2 separate regions of the Sus scrofa genome follow, and region 2 is linked to region 1. A link is a contact called in public Hi-C data. All regions are on one chromosome and are shown on one strand. The core of a region is the stretch at or near the end of the contact, and the rest is flanking DNA. Distances in the headings are between cores, read along the strand shown.

Evidence for each region. A called contact is a pair of places that touch in the nucleus more often than the background predicts.
Region 2: a Hi-C map of mesenchymal stem cells shows a contact between it and region 1, with 4 times the contacts expected there. The contact joins two enhancer-like sites. A contact is called at or near these places in 1 of 5 promoter capture datasets (liver) and 20 of 47 Hi-C or Micro-C datasets (adipocytes, adipose tissue, alveolar macrophages and 13 more).

The regions. Positions count from the first base shown.
Region 1 is chr1:136,544,622-136,551,301 of Sscrofa11.1, reverse strand. The region is part of intron 2 of SCG5 (secretogranin V); the gene reads right to left. Among named protein-coding and RNA genes, the nearest start is that of SCG5, 22 kb to the right of the region's middle. Within about 2 kb of position 4,236, at least 7 of the 83 cell types and tissues checked have an H3K27ac peak or open chromatin away from gene starts, as enhancers often do. A contact at or near this core is called in embryonic fibroblasts, where this site is marked.
Region 2 is chr1:136,929,962-136,936,641 of Sscrofa11.1, reverse strand. All of the region lies in intron 7 of FMN1 (formin-1), which reads left to right. Among named protein-coding and RNA genes, the nearest start is that of FMN1, 230 kb to the left of the region's middle. Within about 2 kb of position 4,006, at least 10 of the 83 cell types and tissues checked have an H3K27ac peak or open chromatin away from gene starts, as enhancers often do. A contact at or near this core is called in embryonic fibroblasts, where this site is marked.

The DNA of each region.
Region 1 (6,680 bases), core at 2,987-5,486:
TCAAAACATTCTGTGAGACTGGAGGTGACTAAACGGTTCTCAGCAGGTCATGTGTTATTTATATAAATAAAAAATTCTAGCAGAACACACATGACTAGGGATCTTGCAATAACTGTTCCTAGAAGTGAATTTACAGTGAAATGAATGAAACAAGACTCAGAACCTCTCAGAGTTCCCACTGTGGCACAGTGGGTTAAGAAACTGACTGCAGCAGCTCAGGTCACTGAAGATGCATGGGTTTGATCCCCAGCCCAGTGCAGTGGGTTAAGGATATGGTGTTGCCTCAGCTATGGTGTAGGTCACAGCTAGTATCCTTTAGGACATGGGTTCGATCCCTGGCCTCACTCAGTGGGTTAAGAATCCGGCGTTGCAATGACCTGTGGTGTAGGTCTCAGATGCGGCTAGGAGCCCATGTTGCTGTGGCTGTGGTGTAGGCTGGCAGCTGTAGCTCTGATCAGGGAACTTCCATATGCCTCAGGTGTGGCCCTAAAAAGACCAAAAAATAAATAACATAAAAGCTTCTCAGGAGATTCTGGTTATCCATCAGGTGAGAAAACTGCTTTCTAGGTAGCTTTCTCTAGCCTAACAGGCCTGGTAATGCCACAGTACTTGAAACAGTCTATCTAGCTGCCCTGATGCCTCTTGTTACAAAGTCAGCTGGGACAGTGTCAGCTGGGGCAAGTAATACCAGCCCAAGAACAGCCCTATCACCAAAGCCTACCCACTGAAGACTCCCTTACAGGAAGGGTCCAGAGTGGACAAATCTAGAGGGACAGAAAGGAGATTAGTTGAGGCCAGGGGCTGGGAAAGGGGAATAGGAAGTGAAGGGAGCAGGAGAGGGGGCAGAGATGGGGATAGGGTGATGGCTAAGGGGAATGGCCTTTCTTTGGAAGGTGATAAAAATGTTCTAAAGTTGGTTGTGGTGATGTGACTATGCTGAAAACCAATAAAGTGTATGCTTTAAATGGGTGAATTGTATGGTATGTGAATTATGTCTCAATTAGTAAATAAACAAGTAAATAACCAGCCCTAACCTTCCCTTCCTCCTCTGCACACACACATAAACACACACAGACGCAGACACACACGTACCATGCCAACACGGGATCACAAGCAGTTTACTTACAAATACTCAATGAGTGAATGTCCTAGAGTTTGACCAGCACTCAGCAGCTTATCACCTCACTCACTTGTTAACACCTTCTCTGCCCACCCCACCCCCCCACCCTTCCTGCACCAGATAGCAAATGGTCCTGGGCCAATGGCACCACCTGGTGGCCATCACAGGAACTCTCGGACCAGGTATTTCTGAACATCTCTCTCACCATTGGAGGACCTCAGGCATAAGCTATTCTCTTTTCTTCTGCCAAATTCAGGGTTCAGTTAATTCTAATTTAGGTAATCTCCAATTTATACACAAGAATTCCTTTCCACCTCTTCTCCCAATCCTTGCCCAGAGTTCAACCCCTCTATTGCTGCTAAAAACTTAAGGAATTTCAGTTACAAGTCTGCCTTGTGAAAAAGGCAAGCAGTAAATCTTAGACACAATTAAGTCTACTAATTAATCTACTAACAATGCAACTCATTAACAAATGTCTTGGAGAATAATAAAAGCAAATAGTTATATAATAGAAGGGTGGTCTATGTGGTTGGTAATCAAATAAATACAAACTAAAACAATGAGATGTCATTTTTGCCGGTCAAAAGATTTAAAAAGGTAATGCTCATAGTTAACAAGCCGGCTGAGATTCCTACAAACAGAGGAAGAGAGAGCCCAACATTAACAGAAATCAATTTGACAGTATGTAGGAAACAGAGTCTAAAAATATGCATGGAACATGACCCACTTTTTCTTTTCATAGAAATATATACCCTAGAGAATTTATCAGGAATCTACACAAAGATTCATGTGCAAATATGTCCACTGAAGCAAAGCTTTTGCTGGGGACAAATTGGAAAAACTAAATGTCCAATATTTGTGGAATGCCTAACTAAACTGTGGGATAAACATAGGATATAATCCAATTAGTAAAAATAATTACAGCAATGCTTTTAATGTATGAAAATGGTCTTGACAACATATTAGGTATAAAAATCCACGTTAAAATATTTATAGTATGTTTTCTTGGGGAGTTACAACTGAGGCATGCAGAAGTTCCCTGGCCAGAAATTGAACCCATGCTACAGCAGTGACCTGAGCCACAACAGTGACAACACATCGTCCTTAACCACTAGGCCACCAGGGAACTCCTACAGTATGATTTTTTTTACTACACACACACACACATATATATATATACACATAGAAAGAGAGCCTGGAAAGAAATGCACCAAACGTTGAAAGTAGGTATTTCTAAGTGGTAAGATTGTCAATAATTTATTTTCTGAATCATCCACAATGGCCTTTATCAATTTTATAATACAAACAATTAATATAAACATAAGTAAGCCAGCCACAGAGAGTCTTTAAAGGTACCACAAATTGCCTTCTGAATGCACTGCAGCAGGAAAAAATAAAGCCCACAGAGAACTGGTTCTCCACAAAGGGTGATGTTGGTTGGCAGGGGATAATATTATTGCGGGTTGTCACAAGTGGCAGGGGACATTATTATGGGTTGGCGATGCTGGTGTTCTGGAGGCATGGAGGGGGCAGATGTCAGGGATGCAGGCCCCACAACCAAGAATTCCATGGCCCAATGTCATGGGTGCTGAGAGTGAAAGCCATGCTCTGGAGTCAAAATCATGATGTGAATCCAGACCCTCAGCCACATCAGATGGTCAGTCCTGGCCAAGGTCTCACCCACTCTACACCCCAACCTACCCTTGTGAGGGGGAAGCACAGGATTTCTTAGTTAAAAAATAACTACATATGGAGTGTCTGGTACATAGAAGGCACAAAATAAATTATTGGTTGTCCTCCTAGAACCACATTTAAAGAAAGAACATGATCACATATTCCATTTTGTGTTTCCTTCTGTAGGTATCAAAAGAGAGTGCTTCCTAACCTTTAATTAAACTAAATTGCCCTCTTTCAAAGGGTACTTGACTTTGGGAGTCAAGCCAGTTTCGAGGTGCTGTGCTCTCCCTGGATTCTAGAGCTTTACAATCAGATTGGCAGGGTGAAAATGTGGGTCTATCCAAAACTCATAGAGGCAAATGTTCTAAGTACCAGGGCTAATGCAAGTGAGAAGTTGATGTCCTGTCCTGGCACTGCCCACTGGGTCCACCTGGGACCAAAAGGCTGGGCCCAGAGGAGGACACCAGGCACCAAAGGACACACAGATGTTGTGTGTGCATCTCTTATCGAACAAAGCAACAGGTGAATGCATTTGATTTTCTTGCACTTTTCCCCTCTCCAATGAATGATTTGAGCTCTATTTATAAATATGCTTGGAGAAATTAAAAATTATCTGGAAATAGCAGAAGTCTAAACCTATATTCCTACTGCTTCTGCATCAAAAGAGCCTTGGTACCACTTGCGGCAATGGAGATCCCATTGGTTGCCGCTCAACTCCTCTGCTTAAATTGGAGCAAGGCTGATGGGCATCCACATGCTCTCCTGGCTGCTGTAACTGGGGGGTTAGAGATGTGACTTGTCTTGGACCACAGATGAACACACTGAAGCAAGGCTGGGAGGCCTGGCTGGGGAGGGGCGCTGGGGAGAAAGCTGTGTGGATACCAGCAACTTACTCTGCTCACAGCCAGGATCTGGAATGCTGAGCGCAAGCTGACCACTCCCTGCCTGCAGTCACGTCTTGCTGTCACAGCCCAGACCCCTAGGCACCACAGCTCTGCATGTGAAAAAAAAAAAAAAAAAAAAAAAAAAAAAAAAAAGCCAGAGGCGCTGACCAGGCTCCAGCGTGCTGTATACAGACCTCCTTCAATGAGAACCAACTGCCAAAAATTCTCTTCACTGACCACACATGCAAAAAAAAATTCTTCTGATATTAGTATAATGTATCATTTACTGTCAGAAGAACTGCTTTTTCCTCCCTTGCCTTCGGAAACATTTCTAGGCCATAGCACCTGCATTGTTGCCATATTTTTGCACAGTCCAGTGACCAAGGAGTATTTAGAGTCTGCACAAACTCAACAAATGGTGTCTCCCATCATCTGCTGAAGGATTGGAAAAAAAAAAAAAAAATGAGGCAGAAGTGACCCGCTGGTTCGGTTCAGAAGACAGGCATCTCTGTAGTTTACAGCAAAGGGGCTCCTCCCAGCAGGCCCGTCCACTCCTACTGCCCAAGAGGAAAACGTTAGTCAACCACATCTTGTCCAAACAGGGCTGGGCTTGTTGACACAGGCTGCCGAGCTCTCGCGTACCAGGAAGATGGCACCAGGAAGGTCCCTTGAGCCTCCTCAGGGCAGGCCAGTCTCCTGGACTGACTGTCTCCTTCACCACAATCTGTCTCATGCAAAGATAAACTCTGACAGGCTAGTGGGGGCGACAACCAGGAGGGCCCCGAGCCGGCCCCCGATCCCTGCTTGGAAGGGCCCTGGGTGAGTGTCACTCCATCCTGATCAGACCGAATGCCATGTACTCTGCACCCCCCGGTGGGACCAGTGTTCCCCACAGTACTGGGAGGGGTCAGTGTCTGGCCCCCTGGGAGCTTCCGAGTCAGTGTGTCCAAACAAATAACCCCACAGACGCGGGTGAGAGGGAAGGACTGGGGGTTGGGGATTGGCATATGCACACTGAGGTATATGGAATGACTGGCCCATGGGGACCTGCTGTATGGCACAGGGAACTCTACCCAATATCTTGTGATAATCCATGTGGGAAAAGAATCTGAAAGAGAATGAATGTGTGTATACATATGACTGGGTCACTTTGTTGCACAGCAGAAATGATCACAGCCTTGTAAATTAATTATACTTCAATAAAACTTAAAAAAATGAAAATCAAAAAATTTAAAAAAATAATAAAATCGTCATCTAATACTAAAAATAAATAAATAAATAAATAACCCCACAGGGAAAGTGGAGCAGCTAGTAGAAGGAGCTGGTCTAGGGACCATCCAGCACATGCTGAGCATGGCAGGAGGCGTGTCTGCTCCAGTCCCCCTGTGACATCCATACATACTTTGTGACTGAAGAAACACCTGCCCCATCCCCGGAAGTCCCAATGGTGTTGGTGCCTAACTGCAAATGTATTTGACCAAAACCAAAAGAACTACCCAAGTCCCACTCCCACCTGCTACCTCGGCTGCCGTCAAAGGCATCTGCAGATGTGGGGCAGCCTTTTTATCTGCATGGAACACTCTGCAGACAAGGGGACAGGCTGTGTGAGGCAGGAACTTAGAGTCCCAACTGACATGGACAATGGGCTCCTGTCCTTAGATACTCTTTTTTTTTTTTTTTTTTGCCACACCTGCAGCATGCATAAGTTCCCAGGTCAGGGATCAAACCCGTGCCACACCAGTGACAACACCGAATCCTCAACCACTAGGCCACCGGGGAACTCCCCCCAGATACTCTTAAGTAGAGAAATGTGGCGACAATCTTAAAAGTGTCCAGCCTTCTTGCCACCCTCTATTTGATCCCCAACCACTCTGCACTCAACACATTCTAGATAACGAGTCTATTTCCTCCCACCTCTTCATGCCTGAAACTAAGCCCCCATGATCCACGTGACCACCTCCTCAAGGGCATGCAGCTAAACTCCACTTGACCTGAGAAGGCTTCCCTGAGGCCAGAGCCTTACTTCCCTCCAGAGCTCCTGTCATGGTGACTATCTCAACCACAACCTGGGCTCACAGCTTCTATCTTGGCATGCTGTACGTGTGTCTTTCAACATTTATATCTGTCCCTTTTCCCTTACATCTTTTTTTTTTTTTTTTTTTTTGGACTGCACTGCACCTATGGCATGGGCATGAGGAAGTTCCTGGACTAGGGACTGAACCTGAGGCACAGCAGTGCCAACACCAGATCCTTAACCCACTGAGCCACCAGGGAACTCCCAAGACCTAAGCTCCTTAAACAAGGGAGGCTCTAATCACAATAAGAGAACATGGGCCCTGCTACTCCTCTTTGCATCTCCTGGTCCCTGTTTGTATCACACCCATTCAGCCGACCCACCCCTGGAGTGAGGGGTGTGTGACACCTGGTTCCTGACCTTGCTGTGTTTTCACCTTCAAACAACTCTAGAGGCCTTGAGACTGAAGCACCAATGGAAAAGGCATCCAGGGATGGAGAAGTGAGAAGAAAGGCAGTTCAATCCTGCTCTGTCCCCGACTCAGTAAAACCACTCAATTCCTTGGGTCAGTTTAACCTTTACTATAGGTTAAAAGAAGATGAAGCCTGACTCTCTTACCTATTTCACAAAGATCCCAAGCAAATAAGTTAGATGTGTGCTGGCTGTTTTTCAAATGTATCAAGGCCACAGTTCCTGGCATGTGGTAGGCATTTTATAATTATTTATTGAGTAAAAATGGAAATGAAAAGATGATATTTTGATAGGATGCATGGCTCACGGTAAGTGCACTAATCATGACCTGCCAGACACACCAGCACGTGGACAGCCGGCTCTCAAGCCACTGAGAACACGCTTTCCAACCCATCCACACACCACCCTTAGGCCAACATCTCTTATGTGGACACGACCAAGCTTTGCTCTTGGCTTGGCAACTGACTAAATTGTCTTCTTGACTTTGAAGATACTTCTATACCAATGTCATGGT
Region 2 (6,680 bases), core at 2,757-5,256, 390 kb before region 1:
GGGGAAAGAACTCAAATCTAAATCTATTGCTTAAAAGAAAGTAAAAATCCAAGGCAACACTTTTAACCCAATACTCTGATCCTTTCTTCAGAGACTGGCTTAAGAAAACCAGTAATGAAGAAAATGCTTCACATTGGCCTGAAAATAGAAGATATTAAGTCCTTTCTCCTTACAGAAGTTAAACGAATTTAGAACCCTGTTTCTTTGGAAGTGCTTATTAAGAACTACAATGAGAAAATCAGACTCCTTATAAGAAATGGGATCGAAGGTATACTGTGGGAAAGGAGCAGGAGTGAGATATCATGGAATTCAAGGCACCATAACATCCTGCCTAACGCTGTGAGCTCTTAGTCACATGCTCTTTGCTGTCTGAGTTCTTACACAGCTGTATGGTTAGAGTGCTGCTGAACGTGGCGGTACCATCTTGGATGACTACCACTCACTCCCTCCCAGGCCTGATCTAAAGAGAAAGCTCTAGAATTTGGGGCGCAGGGTAAAAATTCTGTAGCATCAATGAGAAGTGTTACACTGTTAGGGAATTTGGATGTTTGTGTCGCATTAAGATATAAGTATCTCCTTGGATGTTTGGGGGACTTATTTCACGCCACTGTCTGTTGACACGTATTTTTGCAAAAGAGAAGGATTTTATTGCAAACAGAATCTTGCTTGGAATTTCAACTGATAACTGACATTTTATTTATAATGTATTTATTTTGCAGTTTTAAATTGATGTAAATGTGTGCGCATTGCTTACCATAATGTCAGTCTTCAGGATGCTTTTGTTCATGGAGGTATAATTTTACATGTGTTGCAAATCACTGTCTGAGTTCCTGTTGTGGCTCAGCAGTTAAGAACTGGACATAGTGTCTGTGAGAATACAGGTTCTATCTTTGGCCTTACTCAGGGGGTTAAGGATCCGGTGTTGCCACAAGCTGAGGTTTAGGTTGCAGATGTGGCTCAGATCCAGGCTTGCTGTGGCTGTGGTGTAGGCCTCAGCTGCAGTTCTGATTCGACACCTCGCCTGAGAACTTCCATATGCCCCAGGTACAACCATAAAAAGAAAAAGGAAGAAACAAACAAAATCACTCTTTAGTGTATGAGTTTCAACAAATGCATTTAGTCATGTAACCAAATTACAATCAAGGCATGGAACCTTCCCACCTTCCCATCACCATAAAAAAATTCCCCGTGTCCTTTGGAAGACAGTTCCTCTCTTGAACTCAGAACCTTGGCAACTGCTGATGCTTTTTTTGCCCCCACAGCTTTGACTTTCCCAGAATGTTGTGTTAATGTGATCATGTAGTATGTAGCCTCTTAAGTCCAGCTTCTCACACTTAGCATATAATACATTAGGGATTCATTCGTGCTGTTGCATCTACCAGTGGTTCATTCCTTTTTGTTTCTGATTAGAATTCCACTTTGTGCATGTGCTACAGTTTGTTGAAGAGCTCTTTCACCAGTTGAAGAACACTTGGGTGGCTTCCAATTTGGGGCAGTGCATTAGGGCTCTCTGCAGGAACTGAACTAATAAGATGTCTATCTAGAAAGAGATTTATTATAAGGAATGGCTCACACAGTTATGGAGCCTGGAGTCTCAAGGTCTGCAGGGTGAGTCGGCAGCCTGGAGACCTAGGAAGAGCCGATGTTGATGTTTCACTCTCAAGACAGGAAAGGCCAGTGCCTCAGTTCAAAGGCATCTAGACAGGTGGAATTTTTTCTTAGGAGGAGTCAGCCTTTTTATTCTATTCATACCTTTCACTGATTGGATGAAGCCCACCTGCATTAGGGAGAGCAGTCTACCTTACTCAGGCTACCCTTCAATTGTTAATCTCATCTGAAAAAAACCCTCACAGAGACACATAGAATAATATCTAGTCAAATATCTGAGCATCCCATGGCCCAGTAACGTTGACACATTAATTAACCATCACAGGCAATTAAAACTAAAACTGCTAAAAACATTTGCATATGGATTTTTGTATTAATGTATGTTTTTATTTCACTTGGGCAGCTACTTGGGAGTGAGATTGTTGGGTCATGTGGAAAGTGTATAGCTAACATTCTAAGAAACAGACAAACTGTTTTCCAGATTAGCCATACCATTTTACATTCCATTTGCAAGCTGAGAATTCTAGTTGCTCCATATCCTTGTCAACACTTGGTATTGTCAGATGGGTCAGTTTTCCTCTCCCTCTCTCCCTTCCTTCCTTCCAATAAGTATGTAGTGGTATCTCATTGTGGTTTAATTTTCATTTTACCTAATGACTAAGTATGTTGAGCATCTTTTTATGTGCTTGTATATTGACAATTTATCTTCTTTGTGGACTGTCCATGCAGATCTTTTACCCATTTTGGGAAGGGGAAGTTGTTTTCTTTCATTTTAACAGAGCTCTGTATTCTAGATGCAAATCTTCTGTCAGATATGTATTTTGCAGATATTTTCTGCAAAAATTTGACATAAGTTTGAATTTAGTGATTTTTAAATGTCTAGTCATATATTAACCGTGGGATCCAATTACTTTCTATGTTTTATCTTAAGAAAAATCACAAAAAATCACATTCTACAAAATAGATAGTTAAAAGTAGAAATAGTTTTTGGAAAAAAAAAATCCTTTACTACCCTAGGGCTGTATTCAATTAAAATAATCCCCCAAGATTGAAACTGTAGGAAATTTTTACTTTACAGTTGAATCAGCAATTAAGAACTGCTGGAATTAGTTTTAATAGTAAACATCACTCTGTCAAAAAGCACCAAGTATAAAATTAAATGCTAAAAATCATCTGTTACTCTGCACATTCATGTGCTTGTTATTGGACAGTGGGCTGTTTTGCGAAAGTAGGGGCCCTGCACAGAGAGATTAGCTTGAGCCTTGCCTGTGCACAATTGAATATGTTGTGCCTGTTCTGTAGAATATACTTACATTTATATATGTACAAATATGAATTGAAAGAAAGACCAGTGCAGTTAGACTTTTCCTGATCAATGAAGTCATTTTTCAAAACGTCTGAATAGATTCAGAAATATGTCAAGGAAAACTGTGTATTTCAAAGACTAAAAAACAAACCAACCCAAAAAACAAAGTACACCTTAGGCCTGTGTGTGCTGGTGGTATCTAAATATATAGGTTTCGGAGTTCCTGCTGTGGCACAAGTCAAGGATCTGGTGTTGTCTCTAGTGGTATGAGTTTGATCCTCGGCTGATGTGGTGGGTTAAAGATCTGGCATAGCCTCAACTGTGGCTGTGACTCAGATTCAGTCCCTGACCCAGGAACTTCCATATGCTGTGGGTGTGGCCAAAAAACAAACAAAAAAAACAAGTATGTAGGTTTTGGTGTGACCATATGTGTTTTTTTAAAAAATCTGTTGTTTTTAAAGTTAAATATCCTTTTAAAATAACACAAGTGTTTGCAGAACTGCTAAAATACCTCCATGGATCCCTAGAAACCTAGTTTGTAAGCCTCCTGATCTTCTTCTGACTTGTTTGTTTTACAAATGAAGAAAATAGCCAGAGATAGGAAGCAAAGGTCATACAGCAGTCTTAATGCTGAACTGAATCCAGTCACTCTGATTACTATTTTAGTGGTTTTTTCCATTAACGTGACCTAGCCTCTCCAATTGGAGCAGAAAATATTTCTCCTTGGGTCCATTACTTAGAGAAATGAAGATTATACTCAATTTTGTGAGCCCTTTTCTGGCATCTCAACTTATGTCTTGTATAATGAGTGTGCCTTTTGGCTGGGGTGAGCAATTTTTGTAAATTTAAGCCATCTCTCTTCCCAGCTTCCTCCAAAGGAGGCTTCCTAGGCCAGGGCCCAGATCTTAATGAAAAACACGTAAACCTTCTTGTTTGTTTTCCCTGCCGATTAACCTATAATTTAAAACCCATTCAATGGCAGATTTATCAAATGACTAATCCCCTGGGGAGACTAGAAGTGGCCAGGAGAGGGTGGTTGTGGCCTAGGCACACATCATTGGTCATTTGTTCAAATATTAAGGTAGAAAGCCAAATACCTCCTTGCTTACTCATGAAAATAGATTTGAGGAGGTTAGTTATGAGTGGGCCTGGAGTGGCTCGTTACTAGGTAATGCAAGCAACACAGACAACCACGGATATTGTTGCTGGACAAATCGGCCTGTATGGCCCTGGGTTTTCTTTTCCGTCAATGAAAAAGTCATGTATGAATAAGATTTTAAAATTTACACCAGCTCAGCTGTCCTGAAAATGAGAAACAACCTCACAAATAGCTCTTCTCAGCTAGAATACAAGCCTCTCAACGTATAAACTGTTTCTTTACATACATTCCCAAGAGTGTATACAAAGTATATATATGTATGGGTGCCTTGTAGTTGCTCATTAAAGCTTGTTTGAATATTAGATGGTGGAGAGACCAGTGTCTCTAATGCTGTTTTTTCATTTCCTACCCCTTTTCAATTAAAAAAAAAAAAAGCATTTTGATAAAGTGAAGACTTGTTCAATGTCTGTCTAGTTCATATTTTGAAGAGTAACTAGGAAGTTTAGCACAACCATGCCTCTAAGCCTCTTCTTGCTAGCAGGGAGCTTTCTATATGACAGTGGTAATGATGTGGAGACTATTTTCCTAATCAGTAATCCTTGAGTCTTAGGCACACATTTCACTTTTACCTTTTTCTTTTTTTTAATGGCTGCACCCATGGCATATGGAAGTTCCCATGCTAGGGGCTGAATTGGAACTGCAGCTGCTGGCCTACGTCACAGCCACAGCAATGCCAGGTCCAAAGCACATCTTCGATCTACACCGCAGCTTGTGGCAATGTTGGATCCTCAGTGCACTGAGAGGGGATTGAACCTGCATCCTCATGGACACCATTTGGGTCTGGAGCCTGCTGAGCTGTAATGGTAACTCCCCACTTTTACTTTTAATAGCAGAGAGAACTCAATAGCTAGCCCCTCCTCACCTGCTGTTTGATGATGCTATCTATGACCTAATGCTGTTTTTTCATTTCCTACCCGTTTTCAATTAAAAAAAACAAACAAACAAAATACAAAGTTGGCAAAGTTGGGAGTATGTGAGGCAAAGATGGGTAATCTGCTTCACTGTTTCTGTAATGATACTGTTGGACAGATGGGTTTGGTCCGTAGGGTGGGTCACTCTTTAGAGACAATGAGTGAATTGAGAAAGGAATAGTAAAGTGATTACTGGGATTATTTGAAGAACCTCAGTTTGTCACAGAATTAAAGACCAGGGTTTCCCATCTGTTGCTTCTTAGTGCATGTGTACTCTGGGGGGTTGTACATACCTCACTGGACTAGCTGTAGCTTCGATAGTGATAATAATACAACATAAAATTCCAAGTCCTCTCTCTTAATAGAGAAGGAATTAGTATGTTGGCTCACTGCCTCAAAATATGCGGTTTTAGGCTTGCTCATTAGGTTTTGAATTACGTTTTGGAAAAATAAAGTCTGAAAGTCATTTCCATGGATATCCCAAGGTGTGTATATTCATTCTGTGACTTACACTAAATTTAGCAATATTAATAACTTAGAAATAAAACATTACTAGAATCCCCCATGAGTAATGATTTTATTTCACAAAAACACTCTGGCTGCAATCAGGTTTGGTTTTGTTTCCCAGGTAAGACCCTCAAGTTCAGATTTCAAAGATTTTTCTGTTTTACTTCCCATATTTCCTTGCATAACTGTCCATAATTCTGTGTGCAGGTTTTTGAAGTATATTCTAGAATCCTTGTAATAACTATCACATATCAGACGTCATGCCCAACTTTATCTAAACTGCATACTGAACCACGGGTGTGTTTCAGAGTACCTTAGTGAGTCTTTGTGTTGATTTGCGTTCATAATGAGAAGCTGGCACTGTCTTTATGTGGCTTAGGTGATACTATGCTTTGAGTCCTTATGAAACTTTAATGGCCAGAGCTCTCTGTATTCGATGAAATTGGAGAGAAAGGGATACAGTAACATCTTGGGTGTGGAAATTATTAGCATTTTAGAACTTTGCTGAAGTGGTGAAGTTTCACTGTGCTTCTGTGCAGTCTCTGGAATTGTCTTGCTTTCCCCAACCTAAGAATTTAGAATTTGGAAGAATCCCTGGAAAAGGCTGACTTTCCTCAAGCTGTACAGTAGACAACCTGAATTTTAACTGGCCCTGGCAACACCACTGGGAGAGAAAGTTCGTAACAACCAAATGCTAATGGGTGATTTTTCTGCAGTGCTTGGCACCGCCATGATGTCTTTCATCAGTAGGCATTTTTCTATCTTCTTCTTGGCAGGCATATTTGTGGGGGCCAGACAAGCAAAGTCTCCCTCTATTACTTGGGTTTCCGGACAGTGTGTTCCTTCAATGATATCTCTGAGCAGGGGTAATGTGGAGGATATTAAAAAATAATGAGGATCTGGTAGGGGAAGGGAGGGCCAGCCCCTGAGGAGGCTGCAGGAGTCGCCTAGAGCCCAATTCCTAATTGGATTAGAATCCCAAATATGGTTCAGTTCCACTGCATGGCTTACTATACTTATGGGAACAGCCTTTACGCTTACTGTGGAGAGAATACTTATCTACACTAAATATTTTGAATTGTTAAAATTAAATAGGATCAACATTAACTTTTAGAAATAACCACACTTAAAAAAATTATCTAGATATCCTGTCTGAATTAATAACAGTAGTGAAATTGCACAGTTTATG